Linked DNA regions of Mus musculus: regions 1 and 2 are each linked to region 3. The links are chromatin contacts, called in public promoter capture Hi-C maps. All regions are on one chromosome and are shown on one strand. Each heading gives the region's core, a stretch centred on a gene start, on an enhancer-like site or on the middle of the called end of the contact. The rest is flanking DNA. Distances are from core to core; before and after follow the strand shown.

Region 1 (2,700 bases), core at 143-2,642, 350 kb before region 3:
GAAACTCTGTCCTCGAAAAACAAAAACAAAACAAAACAACCAAGCGAAAATACCATGATAGTTTGCCAGTCTTGGTATCTTGGGTCTGTAACCCTAGCGTTTAAGAGGCAGTAGCAGGCCAGTGATTTAATGGCCTGAAACATTCTTTTTTGTTCTTTGTGGCAGAAAACACCCTTTTGTTTGTTTACTTAGAGAAGGTCTCACTTTGTATCCATGGCTGCCCTGGAACCTCACTATGTAAAAGACCAAGCTGGATTGGTACATGCATGCAGCACTCAGGAAGGAAGATGTCTGAGTTCGAGGCCAGCTTAGTCTAGAGCAAGTGCCAGGACAGCCACGGCTACACAAAGAAAACCCGTCTTAAAAAACTAAAGACAGCCGGGCGTGGTGGCGCACGCCTTTAATCCCAGCACTCGGGAGGCAGAGGCAGGCGGATTTCTTGAGTTCGAGGCCAGTCTGGTCTACAGAGTGAGTTCCAGGACAGCCAGGGCTACACAGAGAAACCCTGTCTCGAAAAACCAAAAAAATAAAAACAAACAAACAAACAAACAAACAAACCATAAAGACACACAACAAAAACAAGTAACACCTTGGTAACAAACTCAAGAGATCCACCTGCCTCTGCCTCCCGAACACTACCAAATATTTTAAAAACTCAACCAGAGGCATGAATCTACAGATTTGGACAGAGTTCTATGCTCCAAGGCTAATGGCTTTCTTGGAAATCAGAAGTTAAATTGTGAATATGGCTGTTTCTACCTCACACTCTGTATTTTACTTATTCATTCGGTTGCCTCCCCACAGACTGTAATAGAGGGCAGCAAGTAGCCGATAGCAGCTCAATAAATATTTGTAAAGCTAATTACTGGGCCTCAGCAGGTTCTGCAGGAAATGTGGCCAGGGCAGAGTCTTGCAGAGCAGGCAGGGCAGCGCCAGAACCAGGATCAAAGCGTTTCCCGGGCCTGCACTTAGCACCGCGTGGGCTCTGCCGGTCCTGGGATAGCTTGGCCATCTCTCCGCTTCTCTTTCCTCCCTGGGTGCTCCAACTGCTCCGAGCCTGAGGACTTTAATTTCATCCTTACTATCTCCCATCTGGACCACCCACCCCCTCCCCCAACCTTTAAGCGTCGCCGCAGTGCTACCCCCACTGCGCATGCCTCCCGGCTTGAGGCCCAGTTTCGTGCCTGGGAGGTAGATGTGCGCTTGCGCAGAGCCGCCCCGAGCCCCCCACAGGGGCGGTGCACCAGGATCTTGTGCAGCCTCTGGGCCCGCCCACCTCCTCGCGCCCTCAAAGGACTAGTACGCGTGCGCACAGCGAATGGCTGAGCATGCGCGCAGAGAGCGGAAGGGTGGGCTGGCGCGCGCACGAGGCCGGCCGGGCAGCGGAAGCAGGGCAAGTGGAGCGGGTAGACAGGGAGGCGGGGGCGCGCGGCGGGCGCGTGCGGTGGGGGGGGGTGGCCTGGCGAAGCCCAGCGGGCGCGCGCGCGAGGCTTTCCCACTCGCTTGGCAGCGGCGGAGACGGCTTCTTTGTTTCCTGAGGAGAAGCGAGACGCCCACTCTGTCCCCGACCCCTCGTGGAGGGTTGGGGGCGGCGCCAGGAAGGTTACGGCGCCGTTACCTCCAGGTAAGGAATGGAGGCTCCCGGGCGGAACCAGGCTCCCGGGGCTTGGGCAAGACGGTTTGAATGAAGCGGAGGCGCCGGGAGGGGGAGGGGGCAGCTGGGCGACCAAAGCGGGGTCGCGGTACGGCGGCGCCTGAGGGTCAAGAAGCCCTGCGCGCGCGTCTCAGGCCGCAGTGCAGCGAGACCGCGGCGGCTTCCTGACTGTGGCCGGCGAGGCGGGTGGCTCTGGGCCGCGTGAAGGCCGCGCGCGCGTTCTCGTAGGGTCTTGGACAAAGCTTCTTCCCTTTGGCGTTTCAGAGATCCAGATCCCCCACTTTAATTTCTGTGGACCCCAACTTTGAACAGTGGCTAGGTGTCGTGGGCTTTTCTGGCCTCGTTTGTAACGGGTGGGATCCCAATGCCCTGTGGTCGGGCGTCGGGAGCAACATTTTTACCTCAGTTATTGATGCCCAGTGTAGCTTGGACACAGTCATGAGCCCTCTTCGGTCTCCAGACCTTACTTTCTTCATGTTTATTATTTTTTTTTTTGATAAATTTCATTATTGCAGATTTTGAAGGAAAAATAAAGAATTTCTTCCATGGCTTCAAAATGTTTGCCTAAAAAGTGAAAGATGCCTGGGGACGTTTGCTCTCGGCGGCATTGTTTTTCTTTTGAGTCCCTTGGCCCTTCCCAGTTTTTAAGATAGGGTTTTTTATTTTAAAACACCGAAGGCAAGTGTTTTGTGCGGGTCCGAAGACATCTACTTGATCCCTTTTACCTCCAGTGACTCCTCAGGAACTAGAAACAAGTTTTTGTTTGAACTGACAGACAGCCTTTGAGTTTGATGCCCAGCGCCGGCTGCTGTCAGCTTGCTGTGTGGCCTTAGGCGAAATCGCTAATCTCGCCAAACCTCTTGGTTTCCTCCTTTGTACAAGGGAATTACTTTCGCTGTTAGGATTGGGAAGAACTAGGCAAATCGTTCCTACATCATCATTATTCTGATTTTGAAGACAGACTCTTATAACCTAGGCTGACATCCAGCTCCTCATGTAGACCAGGCTGGCTTCATCCTCACTTTGCTGCCTCCACCTCCCAAGTG
Region 2 (2,700 bases), core at 55-2,554, 300 kb after region 3:
CCCGTATGTGGGAAGGGCTGGAAAAATGGAACTATTCACAGACACCACTTGGGTGCTCTCTTCAATGGCTGTTGACAGCTTGAAGTCTAACAGAGTCACGCCAGATATTGAATGTATCAGATAGCAGGACTCCTAAACTCTAAACAAAACTATAAAAATTGTGTGTGAGCCGGGCGTGCTGGCGCTCGCCTTCAATCCCAGCACTCGGGAGGCAGAGACAGGCGGATTTCTGAGTTCGAGGCCAGCCTGGTCTACAAAGTGAGTTCCAGGACAGCCAGGGCTACACAGAGAAATCCTGACTCAAAAAAAAAAAAAAAAAAAAAAAAAAAAAGTACTCTGTTCTTAGTATGAAAATTAGTGCAAACATTTTATAAATTTATAGTCCAGTTCCTTAAAGCCGTAAACATAGAACTACCAAAGGACCCAGCAATCACTACCGCCGCGATGTATCTAAAGGAACAGAAATCTGAAAGTTAGAAAATGGCCTCAAGGATGAAGATCAGACAGAGGACCAAGGTCATTCCCAGCTACATAAGAACCTGTCTCAACGAAAGTAAAACAGCACTCCTTTAATCCCAGCCCTGGAGTGGCAGAAGCTGGGAGATTTCTATGAGTTTAAGGCTAGCACAGTCTACATAATGAGTTCTAGGCTAACCAGGGCAACACAATGAGACCCAGCTGCCAAAAGAGTAAAAGGCTTCACATCCATGTTCACGGTGACACAGTTCAATCCCAACGCCGACACAGAAAATGGAAGTGCTTCCTAGGGGTGGGTTCCGAGTTCATGCCACAGATAGATGGGGTTCCAGGATCCTGGGAAACGGAATAGAGCCCGAGGTCCCAGGGACAGGATCGTCTAGGCACCAGACTTAACACCCCAAACTCCAGATACAGCGTCTCAGGAATTGAACTGCGGGGACCATGGGGACAGAGATGTGTGGCCAAGGGGCAGAGACAACAGAGAGCCGATCGACTGGGTCCAGGTTACCGTTTCCCGTGCAGGCCCGCAAGTCCCAGGCTCCGGGCCAGAGCTGCGGCAAGCGCTGCAGCAGGGCTCGGGTCCCTGCAGGGACCAGGGACGGGACAGGATTCCTGGAGCCCGCTCAGCCCCAACCCCGCAGCCCGGGGACAAAGGGGCTCGGCTTCTGGACCTGCCACAGACTCACCATCTCAGGATTCCGGGACACCCAGAGCTCTCACTGTGGTTCTCAGTGGGGAAATGTGACACGCGGCGGCAGGCAGAACCTCTCCGGACTTCTGGGCGAGCGCGGAACACCTGGACAGGATCCAACACGGAGAACATGTGGGACAGTGGGGCAGGAGGTAGTCAGAGCCCAGGACTACAGAAGACTGAGGCCCGCCCCTACTCTCTGTCTGTGTGTCTGATTGGACATTTGTCGTTACGGTTTTCAGAGACAGAGCTTCCTGTCTCACCTTCTCAACCTTAAATGTCACCAACCATTGGTGAATTTAAAAAGATTGACAAGTTCTTGGCTGTATTGTAAGGCAGGGCTTCCTATAGGAAAACCAGCGCCAACCTCTACTTAAGGTTATATCATCTAATGTGTATTTATAAAGAGAAATAGTAGCATTACTTTTTTTTTTTTTTTAAATCTCTCTATGTAGTCCTGCTCTGGAACTTGCTATGTAGACTAGGCTGGCTGTGAACTCACATAGATCTATCTACCTGTCTCTGCATTCCCTGTGATGGGATAAAAAGTGTATGCCTCTATTATTTCCACAACTGGAGAAGACCACCGACCAGATCATCAGGGCCAAATTAATTAAAGCAAGCTTTTAAAAATTCCTGCCCACGGGATGTCTCTCCCCAAAGGTAGGTTTCAAGAGTTCAGCATTTGGACATGGGTAAGATTAGGGCTTTTATAATTCAGAAGCAGGGAGTTTACAAATGGAGGATTTGACAGGCAGATAGTTGGAGTTACAGAAGCAGAACATAAATGTAACAAGTTGGTCACAGTAACTTTTAAAACAAAAGCATGGTTGACTTTCCCCGGAGCAGGCAGTACAGAACCATTTGTACTTAGGTACAGTCGGGATGTAGTCCAATCCTTGAGCAGATTTATGCATAAATAGGAATGAACCTAATTTGTCTTTATTATAAGATGGCTTGCAAACCTAAGCTGGAGGCAGACTGGCTGTGACTGTCTTTGTAGAAGTCATCTTTATGATTATAAAAGTATGTGTTCATGTAGTATGAAATAAACTCAGATAAAATTTAAGCATATAAAGCATTGTTCAATACTATAAATGGTCAAATGTTAAGTGTTTTATGTCTTAATAATTCTTGGTTAATAGACTATAAGTGAACAAATTTATTTTTTTAGATTATAAATGATGTGACATTTCCCCCCAGTTCTACAAACTCCATTATCAAATGTGCTAATAGAAGGTTGAGAGAGAGAGACAGAGACAGAGACAGAGAGACAGAGAGGGAGGGAGAGAGAGAGAGAGAGAGAGAGAGAGAGAGAGAGAGAGAGAGAGAGAGAATTTTCTGCCCAGCTAGTTACATTTCTGCACTTGCTGGTTTAACATCACAGTCTTGTGTGGAATGTGCCTACGTCTGAAACAAACATGAATAAGATAAAGAGAATGCAGCCAGGCGTGGTGGTGAATGCCTTTAAGCCCAGCACTCAGGAGGCAGAGGCAGGTGGATTTCTGAGTTCAAGGCCAGCCTGGCCT
Region 3 (2,700 bases), core at 109-2,608:
GAAGCTGTAGTTGAAGTCCATCCCGGAGCTCGCCGCTTCCTCCCAGAAACACACCAAGTCTTCCAAGCGTTGGGTGAAGCACAGAAGTTCTTCGGAGCCCCGGGATGCCAGCAGGGCCGCTAGAAAAGGGGATAGCCATGGCGGGGGGAGGGGGAGATCAGGGAAGCCCAGGTCTGCCTTCCACGGTGCCCTTACCCTCCCTCTTGTCGCCTGTGCAGATCCGATAATTTTAGTGCCCCGCCCTCTTCTCCAAAAGGGCCTTCGAGGGGTCTTGCAAAAGTGGCGCCTCAGAACTCCCAAGAGTAGCGACCCCGCCTGCCTTGTTCTACTCCTCCGTGCGCACGCCCACTCACCCTGCAAGTTGAGCGCTGTTCGCCCCGCCCTAGCGGGTGTGTGTGAGCGCAGAGAACTCGGCCTCCTATCGGTTCCCGCAGGCACCCGGCTGTCCCCCGATAGCGCCAACCGTGTCCCCCGCCCCCTTCCTCCTCCTAGCAAGCCGTCCAAAGGACCTAGCACCATCCGCCCGCCAAACTGAGTTTACAGTCTGCAGCGGGTCTGTTTCACAGTCTCTGGGAGCTCGATCCCCTCCCCCAGGAGAGCGGACCTAGCACTACCTTACCCTTGCCATTTCTACCATATCCCAGACTCCCTCAAAACACGAAACAGAGCCGAATGTGTTGGCTCTTGCAGGTCATCCCAGCAACTGGAGGTGGAGGCAGGAGAATCAGGAATTCAAGCTCAACCTCAATTACATAATGAGTCTGAGGGCAGCTTTGGCTACACAGACGCCGCCTCAAAACCAGAAACAGTACAGGCGAGTGACACATGCCTTTCATCCTAGCAATTCCAGGACATCCTGGAATGTCTAGCGAGATCCTGCTTCAAACAAACAAACAAACAAACAAACAAACAAACAAACCAACCAATCTTAAGCCTCTGCCCTGAGCATCACTCCAGGGCGAGGAGACTCTGAGATGCCTCATCGAGTTCAGACACCAGTTTGGCCCCTAGGACCCCATCTGGAGGTTCAGGGGACATTTAGCCCCTGGGACTCGGGCTGGGAATTCAGACCACAGCATTGCCCATGTACAGTTCTTACCTTTGCTCTCAAACTTGGGGTCCGGGAGGCTGGGTGAAGGTGCCCAGGCTGCCCCAGCAAGTAGGAGACAGAGGGGGCCTACCCGAGGCCAGAGGGGCACCCTGAGTTTGTCCATGATGCAGCCCTAGCTTCAGGAAGCTCAGGGCTCCAGCGCCCCTGTTTCGTCCCCCCCACCTCTCCTTCCCTTTCCTCTTTCCCCTTTCCCCTAGTCCACAGCTGGGTCAGCAGCAGCTGCCGGACACAGCTGACCAGGAGCTTCTAAGTGGCAGCTCCTTCCAGGGGGCGGGGCCAGCTTGCAGGCTGGGGACAGATAAGCTACAGCCACCAAGGGAACAGGGGCCTTCTTGGGCACAGCCACTGCCTAAACCAGTGTAGGGGGTGGGGCAGACAGCAGAGTTTTGTTTCGGGTGGCTTTGCTAATGTGGTCACGGACAAGTGACTTATGTTGTTTCACCGTCTAGGTCTAGTCCGGGCATCTGTGAATCCAGCCTGCTGTGCAGCCGGCAGGCCACAGATGGAAGAGAGGCTCTCGCTCCAGCCAGTATCTCTTCCCCAGCTCAGTTCAAAATAAGAATCCTAAAGACAACTAGCAACTGGGTGTGTGAGTGGAATCAGGCTGTGTAGCGTGACAGACACGTGCTATGGTGTTTTCTGTTTATGAATTACACGGATTTGGGAATATGAAATATTTACTATTTTTAAAATTACATTTGTGTGTGTGTGCATGTGTGTGCATGCACAAATGCAGCAGGATGCTTGTGGACAGCACAGAACAACTTGGGGAGTCAGCTCTCTCCTGCCTTGTGCTCCTGGTATTAAGCTGAGGTCTTCAGTATTGGCAGAAAAATCTTTGACCAGCTGAGCCAGCTCACCTGAGCCATCCGTCTCACCAGCCCTGATTGTTTTGGAGACAGTGTATCCCAAGCTGACATCAAGCTCCCTGAATAACTAAGGATGATGTTAGACTCCTGGTCCTCCTGCTTTCACTTCCTGGGTGTTGGGATGACAGGCATGCACCACCTATGTGGTGCTGGGACTGGAACCCAGAGCTTCACCTTACTGAGCAAGGGCTCTGCCAACTCTACAGCTCCAGTATTGCTTGCTTTCTTCCATGCAGGATGTCACTAAATAGCCCAGGCCGTCTTGGAACTGTGGCAATCCTCCTGACCCAAGCTTCTGAGTGCTCAGATCACAGACCTGTGCTTTCTTTCTTTTCTTTTTTTTTTTAAGACTTATTTATTTATTATATGTAAGTACACTGTAGCTGTCTTCAGACGCACCAGAAGAGGGCATCAGATCTCTGTTACAGGTGGTTGTAAGCTACCATGTGGTTGCTGGGATTTGAACTTCGGACCTTTGGAAGAGCAGTCGGGTGCTCTTACCCCTGAGCCATCTCACCAGCCCCAGACCTGTGCTTTCTATACTTAAAAATAAAAAAAACAAAGTTGAATGGCGGGTAGTGGTACAGCACTTGCCTAGCAGGTGGAAAACCCTGGGTTTATCCCCAGAACCCCCCAAATACAGAGATAGGTGGATGCATACATATACATACATAAGTACATAGTACGTACATACATACATACATGGGTAGATGCATGGAT

What was found. Promoter capture Hi-C pulls out the DNA fragments that hold promoters and counts their contacts.
Region 1: a contact with region 3 is called in a promoter capture Hi-C map of stem cell-derived epiblast-like cells, with 5 times the contacts expected there. The contact joins the promoter of Smarca4 here to the promoter of Epor in region 3. A contact is called at or near these places in 15 of 39 promoter capture datasets (the 3T3-L1 cell line, the HPC-7 cell line, the SN4741 cell line and 7 more), 10 of 484 Hi-C or Micro-C datasets (the HL-1 cell line, adipose-derived mesenchymal stem cells, cerebellum and 2 more), 7 of 115 datasets of contacts at active chromatin or transcription factors (the SCID.adh cell line, embryonic stem cells and epiblast stem cells) and 3 of 9 other capture datasets (adipose tissue, embryonic stem cells and pancreatic islet).
Region 2: a promoter capture Hi-C map of pre-B cells shows a contact between it and region 3. The contact joins the promoter of Zfp599 here to the promoter of Epor in region 3. A contact is called at or near these places in 11 of 39 promoter capture datasets (the C10 cell line, the HPC-7 cell line, cranial neural crest and 8 more), 2 of 115 datasets of contacts at active chromatin or transcription factors (embryonic stem cells and extraembryonic endoderm stem cells) and 2 of 9 other capture datasets (adipose tissue and liver).

The regions. Positions count from the first base shown.
Region 1 is chr9:21,614,777-21,617,476 of GRCm38.p6, forward strand. Smarca4 (SWI/SNF related, matrix associated, actin dependent regulator of chromatin, subfamily a, member 4) reads left to right here and starts at 1,393. Exons shown (of 34, transcript NM_001174078.1): 1 at 1,393-1,624.
Region 2 is chr9:22,258,591-22,261,290 of GRCm38.p6, forward strand. It overlaps Zfp599 (zinc finger protein 599), which reads right to left and starts at 1,305. Exons shown (of 5, transcript NM_181419.3): 1 at 1,167-1,305. The coding sequence starts at 1,169. It overlaps Gm39307 (predicted gene, 39307), which reads left to right and starts at 1,512. Exons shown (of 2, transcript NR_166680.1): 1 at 1,512-1,834.
Region 3 is chr9:21,962,218-21,964,917 of GRCm38.p6, forward strand. It overlaps Epor (erythropoietin receptor), which reads right to left and starts at 1,359. Exons shown (of 8, transcript NM_010149.3): 1 at 1,100-1,359; 2 at 1-119. The coding sequence starts at 1,214.